Regions from separate parts of the Arachis hypogaea genome. Here region 2 is linked to region 1. The links are chromatin contacts, called in public Hi-C maps. All regions are on one chromosome and are shown on one strand. The core of a region is the stretch at or near the end of the contact, and the rest is flanking DNA. Distances in the headings are between cores, read along the strand shown.

Region 1 (3,597 bases), core at 792-3,291:
AGACATACATCTTCTCACACTAAACATTTTTGGTCTATGGCCACAGTTTTTTTGGTCAAAGTAAAAAATCGTGACCATAGACCCTCTATGGTTACGGTTTTTTAGCGTGACAAAAAAAGTTATGGTCATAATTTTTTTTTTGGAAAGGGTGACCATAGAGTACCTATGGTTACAGTTTTTTTAAAAAAAGTGGCCTAAAAGAGTCTATGGTCACGGTTTTGAGGGGTGACTTGAAGGGGTCTATAGTCACGGTTTTTTACAGTGCCAAAAAGGGTTTATGGTCACGGTTTTTCAAAAAAAGGTGACCTAAAAGGGTCTATGGTCACGGTTTTGGGGGTGGCATAAAAGGGTCTATAGTCACGGTTTTGGGGTGACCTTAAAAGGTCTATGGTCATAGTTTTTTACAATGACCAAAAGGGGCTATGGTCACGATTTTTCAAAAAAGGGTAACCTAAAAAAGTCTATGGTAACGGTTTTGGGGGGGGGTGATCTAAAAGAGTCTATGGTCACAGTTTTGGGGTGGCCTAAAAGGATCTATGGTCACAGTTTTGGGATTGTCCTAAAGGTGTCTATGGTCATGGTTTTTTGAAAAGGTGACCTAAAAAGGTCTATGGTCACGGTTTTGGGGGGTGACCTAAAGGGGTCTATGATCACGATTTTGGGGGGTGACCTAAAAGGGTCTATGGTCACGGTTTTAGGGGGTGACCTAAAGGGGTCTATGGTCATGGTTTTTTACAAGGACCAAAAAGGGTCTATGGTCATGATTTTTTAGAAGGGTGACCTAAAAGCGTCTATGGTCACGGTTTTTGGGGTAACCTAAAGGGATCTATGGTCACAGTTTTAGGGGGTGACCTAAAAGGGTCTATGGTCATAGTTTTGGAGAGTGACCTAAAAGGGTCTATAGTCACGGTTTTGGGGGGTGACCTAAAGGTGTCTATGGTCACGGTTTTGGAGAGTGACTTAAAAAAGGTCTATGGTCATGGTTTTTCGAAATGGTGACCTAAAAGACTCTGGTCATGGTTCTGGAGGGTGATCTAAAATGATCTATGATAATGGTTTTGATAGTTAATCTAAACCTAGCCCCCAGCCACCCAGCACTACAGCCTGCCCCCGCAGCCACTGCACTTCCCTGCAACCCCTACAGCCACACAGCGCCGCAGCGGCACAGCCACCTGATGAACAGACATGTTATACGCTTTTTGGATTAGTTTTTATATAGTTTTTAATAAGTTTCACTTAGTTTTTATTAAGTTTTTACAGGTTTTAGTGTTAATTTCATTTTTTTATTCCACTTTGATTTTGTATGTTTTTGTTCCATTTTAGGTATTTTCTGGTTGAATTTGAGGAGTTGGGGCAGAAGTCTGATTCAGAGACAGAGAAAGCACTGCAGATGCTGTCCAGATTTGACCTCCTTGCACTCGGAAGAGATTTTCTAGAGCTACATAAGTCCAAATGGAGCGTTCTTAACGGCTATGGAAAGCTGACTTCCAGATCTTTCCAGAAATGTATAATAGTTTAGAAGGCCCGAAACTGGCATCCAACACCCCTTTTTTAGCGTCCAACGCCCAAAGAAGCAGAGACCAATGTCCAAAAGCCCAGAGATGACTCCCTAGCTGGCGTTCCACATCCAAGAGACCTCATAGCACGTGGATCTCATCAAACTTAATCCAAACACTTACCAACTGGGTCCTAGAAGTAGATTTTAACACTACAAAGACTGTTGTACCCTTACTAGTCATTAGCTTAGTATTTAAGGTATTTTATTCATGTCATTCAAACAACATACATCACTTTTTTCTCATCATCCATGTTTATCATTGAGTTTTACCTCAGTATGAGTCTCTAAACCTCCTAAGTTGAGGGGAGGACACTACAAAAAAGGGAGATAAAATGGCATAAATATTACGGCGGTTTTACAAAACCGCCGTAATACCCGGATATTATGACGTTTTTCATTATTGCCATAATTAAATTGCATTTAGTGGCGGTTTATGTTGATTTTGGCAGTTTTAAAATGCCATTATCACTTCTATATAAAATAGCCTAACCCTAATCCAATTCTAATTTTCCGTTTAAACGCAAAATTTGAATCGCTGCCACAGGGATCTTCTCTGTGACGATCTCCTCTGACTGATCTCCTCTGGCTACGACCTCCTCTGACCGATCTCTTCCGGCGACGACCTCCTCCAACGACGACCTCATTCGGCGATGTTTTCCTCAGTGGCGATCTTCTCTGGTGACCTCTCTCCTCCAACGACAATCTCCTCCTACAACGGTCTCCTCCTGCGATGGTCTCCTCCATCGACATCTCCTACTGCAATGATCTCCTCCGGTGGCATTCTCCTACGCCGGCAATCTCATCCATCGAGCTAATGTGCTGTGAGATTCTCCTCCCACAAGCTCGCTAGGTAGGTTCTTCTCCCTCTTTTCCTTCGTTTCTCTTGAAAATATTTTACTCTAATTCCTTCGATTTCTTGAATTATTGATCCAAATTTCAGAATATATGATAGATTTTGCGAAATGGCAACTACAACTACTAAAATTGTAGAAGCTAGGGTTTCTGAAGAAGGGATCATTAAAACATTTCATAATGACGATGATGAAGCGCTCGATGCTGCGGAGAATGGAGTTGCGGTAATTTTGTTATTTTATTGGATTATTTGTGGCTGAAACTTAATGCTTGATTCTTTCATGCTTTATCAGTTCTGAATTTGTTCCACTATGTGCTTATAGTCTCATCGTCCAGTGGGGGTAACAATAATCATATTTATTATTAATAATACTTTTAATTTCATTTCCTATTTCCTATTTTGTTTATTTAATATCTGTCTAAAAAATTGTGTTCATGAGTTGCAGGGAGCAAGATGACTACGAGGTTGTGAGGAAGGTGGGAAGAGGGAAATATAGTGAGGTCTTTGTGGGTGTTTACTCCACCGATAATGAAAAATGCATCATCAAGATCCTCAAACCCGTCAAGAAGAAAAAGGTGAATCCAATCCCTACACCAATTGCAATTTGTATTAACTAATATGACTGCTATTTTTAATTTAAAGCAACACTGCTGTTTTCAGTTTTAGTATACTTTTTCACTTCATTCCATCCTCATATGGAAATGAATGCTGTGCTGCGGCTTCAATGGCCAACTTTGGTCCAGTAGTTCATTTAGTTTGTTATTAAATTTCTAATTTCAAACACCGTAAGATTTTACCCTTTTCAATACTCTGGTTGTATATATAAGTTTGTACATCTTATAAGTTGTTATTTTGGTTGCAGTTAAAGAGGGAGATCAAAATATTGCATAATCTTTGTGGAGGTCCCAATGTTATAAAGCTGCTTGACATTGTTAGGGACTAGCAATCAAAGACCCCAAGCCTTATATTTGAATATGTCAATAACACTAATTTTACAGTGCTCTACCCCACCCTGTCAGATTATGATATTCAATATTATATCTATGAACTTCTAAAGGTAAGTTTTATACTCTATTGGTTGTCTAAGATCAGCTGTTATATCTTATTTTTGCAGTCATTATTTGTTTGACATATTTCTAGATACTATCTATGCCGATGCTTCGTGGAAAATTCAGTTATGATTTTT
Region 2 (3,597 bases), core at 698-3,197, 760 kb before region 1:
TCCCTTACATGCGTTACGCACTGCCATTCCTTATGAATATTTTGACGGAGCGTCTCGAAGTTGATCATCCTTTTTGTGCCTCCAACAATACTCCTTTGTAACCATATGATATTGTCTTTTGCAACTGGAATATCTATATTCTTGGTCCATCCATTCTTTTTTGGATCCTTAGCATTCTCACCTCTTAGGTCCTTTTCTCCCTTCTCTTCTACTTTTCTTGAATCCTTGTACTGTTGAGATATTTCATCTTTGTTTTGTCTTATGGTTCTCTGCACTTCTTCCCCTTTACCATCCTTTAGTTCAATTGTTCTCATGTACTTTGCTTCTACTACAAACATTCTCTTTCCTCTCACTGCAAAATGGTTCATTTCTGCAATCGCCTTCAGAACTCCCCTTTTTGTAGTGTACCGTATAAAAGCAAACAAATAGATCTGCCCATTTTTGTTCTTCCGTGACAGGTAGATGTCGATAATCGTTCCCGTCCAGTTGAACAAACTGTAGAGTTCTTGTTTTGATATATCAGCCGGAAGATTGTCAACAAAGATGGAGAAAGTATCATGTTCCAATCGCTTATACTCTTCTTTGTTCCAAAATTTAAGATCCTTCTCGTGTTTGATGATTTGCCTATTACTACCCTTCCGAGTGGTTTTTCACCCAGTGTTTTTTCACCTCTCTCTCTCATCTCTTTCAAATTCTTGTATACAAAATAATAACTAAAAAACTTATCACTTAAATTTTTTTGTGGTCTACAAAACTTTAATCTTTTTGACCAATAAAAATTTTTGTGTCCACAATTTTTTTTATAAAATTTATCTTTTAATTTTATAAATCTATTTTATCATAATCCATAATACTAAGATTAAGTAGATGTAATTTTTTAAAATTTAATAATTCTGTAATGAAAAAAATACTAATTACCTATAATTCAATAATCTAATATCAAAAGAAAAAATCAGTATACTTTTGACCGGATCAATTACTAGTTTGATTTTGATAAATATGATTTTAACTTTTTCAGGTCGCTTGTATGAATGCATGGGCGTATGATTTATTATGTTCAAATTGGCAACCAAAAGGAAGACCAAATAAAACCCAAAATACAAAAAAGTATTACACAAAAATACAAAAGCTTACCGAAACATAACGTCAATGATTATGTGATGCCATTCGCCGAGAAGTTTCTGTTAAGCAACGAGTTCTCTTTTGTTCAATTGCAAAATCCTCGTATATTCTTCTGTACTCCAAAGACATTGACACAGTCTCCTCAACATTGTTATTCGCCAGCCCATGAAAAGTTACATGAAAAAAAAGTATTGACAATAAATTTCATTATTATATTATTTAAAAAAAAATGCAAATGGCATAAAAAATAGTACATTCAGTATTAATTAAATGGATTTTAACTATATTTTATTGATATTAATTAAGATTTAAAAAGATAGCTAATTAGATTAATTATTTAATTATTTTAAAAATAAAAAAATAAGAGTATAAATATGCTAATTTATCTTTTACTTCTAACAAAAAAATATTATCTTTTAAAAAATATTATACTTCTTATTTTTTACTTTTTTTTACCAACAATATTAGAAAAGAGGACAAAGGATTCTTGGAAATAAAAAGTAAAAATTTAAAAACCATACAATATGCAATAGAAAGTTAAAAACACTTTGAAATCCAAAAACACTAAAATATTGGTACAAGTTACGCGGTATGTGGTGTTTACATCGTTGTTACTTTAAATGGCCACAAAATCCAAAAGGAAAATCATATGGTTATCGACCCCAAATATATTTAAAACCAAAAAAATAATCATTGCAAGATGATTATAACAAATAGTAATATAATATTACAAAGATTAAAAATATGGATGATTAAGAAATTTGTTGAGAAATATAAAATAGTCCCATTGGATTTATTAACTTTAAGAGGAATTATAGGGAGGTGGTTCAATTCAAAACACAAGGAAAAGATCCAACCAACGTAACGAAGCAATTTACTTTCACCCAATAAATGAATACAGTTGGACTGTCTCCATATTAAGCTCAAATTAATTCTCTGACTTCAAAATAAAAAAAATAACTCTCACTTTCCCCTTTTCTTTTCTTTTTTTCATTCAATTTTCTCCTTTCTCTCCTTAGTTCTTTCTTCTTCCTTCTTATTAAACTCTTCTCTCTCTCTGTCTCTCTCTCTCTTTACTTCTCTCTCTACAGTGTTTTTTTCCTTTTTTATTTTTTTCTCAAATTCTCCGGCGACGTTTTGGAGCTTCTGAGGCTTTGACTTTTCTCGCCGATCACCGCCATGGGCCATTGCTGCAGCAAGAGCATCGCCGTCGATAACGAGGGCGCCGCCGCCAATCACCACGTCAAACCGCCGCATGTCTCGCCGGCGCCGGTAGCAGTAGGGAACAACTCCGTGTCTGGCGTCAGCGATGCTTCGACGGCCACTCCGGGGAGGAGTACTCCGGCGAACTCTTTCTCGACAAGCCCCTTCACAAGCCCGCTTCCGCCAGGGGTGGCGGCGTCGCCGGCGGCGAAGACGCCAGGGCGAAAATTCCGTTGGCCGCTGCCTCCCCCGTCACCGGCGAAGCCGATCATGGCGGCACTGCTGCGGAGGCAGGGGAAGACGAAGCCAAAAGACGGTCCCATACCGGAGGAGCAAGGTGAAGGCGGTGGTGGCGGTGCCGGCGCAGAAGGTGGAGAGCGGTCCCTTGATAAGAGCTTTGGTTATTTTAAGAACTTTGGTGCGAAGTTCGAGCTAGGAAAGGAAGTGGGTCGAGGGCATTTTGGTCATACTTGCTGGGCTAAAGGGAAGAAGGGTGACCTTAAGGGTCAATCAGTTGCCGTCAAAATCATATCCAAAGCTAAGGTAAGAAGATTCTTGTTGGTGATTTCTTATGTATGTTGTTGATCAGGTAGAAATTGGGCTTTTGTCTTTGTTACTATGTTGAACTGTGAATTGTGAAGATCATTTGATACGGTTTTTCTTTGTTACTATTGGTCAATTTTTTATTAGCTCTTGAATTTTGTGACCCTTTTTTGCACTGTAATTACGTGTTAGTAGTGTAGTGATGATTTAGCGAAATTAGTGGTTACTTGTTCATGAAATTTCGGAATTAAATTTTGCATTCAAGTTCTCTGCTTGGAAAAATGATGTATGCCCCCTTATGGAATCTGCTGGTGTGGTTGTGGACTGAAGTTCTAAGTCAGCGCTAGTATCACCAGAAGAGTATACAAAACTCAGAAGTATGAAATCTAAAGCAGTGCAGGATTTTATAATTTAATAATGCTAGCTAGCACTTTGGTTAGTTCTGGGGTAAAGCGACTGAACAACTTTGCCTTCAACTACTTACTTCTTGTTGGTTTCTTAGAGCATTACAAAAGGCGATTTGGAATATGTGACTGGGATTGTTAGAAGTTGTTGGAGAAGCAAGGAGAAGATGAAGTTGTAACCTCTAAAGTGGAAGTTGTCGAAAGATGTGGCTTTTGCTGAAGATATTTATGTGGGAGCTATAGTTCATCAAAAACATATTTTGCATTTGTTTTATCTGTGGCCAATTGGTTTTGGCTCAAATGGTTAAATCTTGGTACTGATATT

Evidence for each region. A called contact is a pair of places that touch in the nucleus more often than the background predicts.
Region 2: a Hi-C map of leaf shows a contact between it and region 1, with 2.2 times the contacts expected there. The contact joins the promoter of LOC112715669 here to the promoter of LOC112715666 in region 1. A contact is called at or near these places in 2 of 8 Hi-C or Micro-C datasets (both in leaf).

What each region holds. Positions count from the first base shown.
Region 1 is chr10:72,091,931-72,095,527 of arahy.Tifrunner.gnm2.J5K5, reverse strand. It overlaps LOC112715666 (inactive casein kinase II subunit alpha-2), which reads left to right and starts at 2,041. Exons shown (of 7, transcript XM_072204898.1): 1 at 2,041-2,408; 2 at 2,499-2,634; 3 at 2,857-2,986; 4 at 3,274-3,468. The coding sequence starts at 2,591. The coding sequence ends at 3,354.
Region 2 is chr10:72,854,101-72,857,697 of arahy.Tifrunner.gnm2.J5K5, reverse strand. It overlaps LOC112715669 (CDPK-related kinase 6), which reads left to right and starts at 1,947. Exons shown (of 11, transcript XM_025767456.3): 1 at 1,947-2,868. The coding sequence starts at 2,302.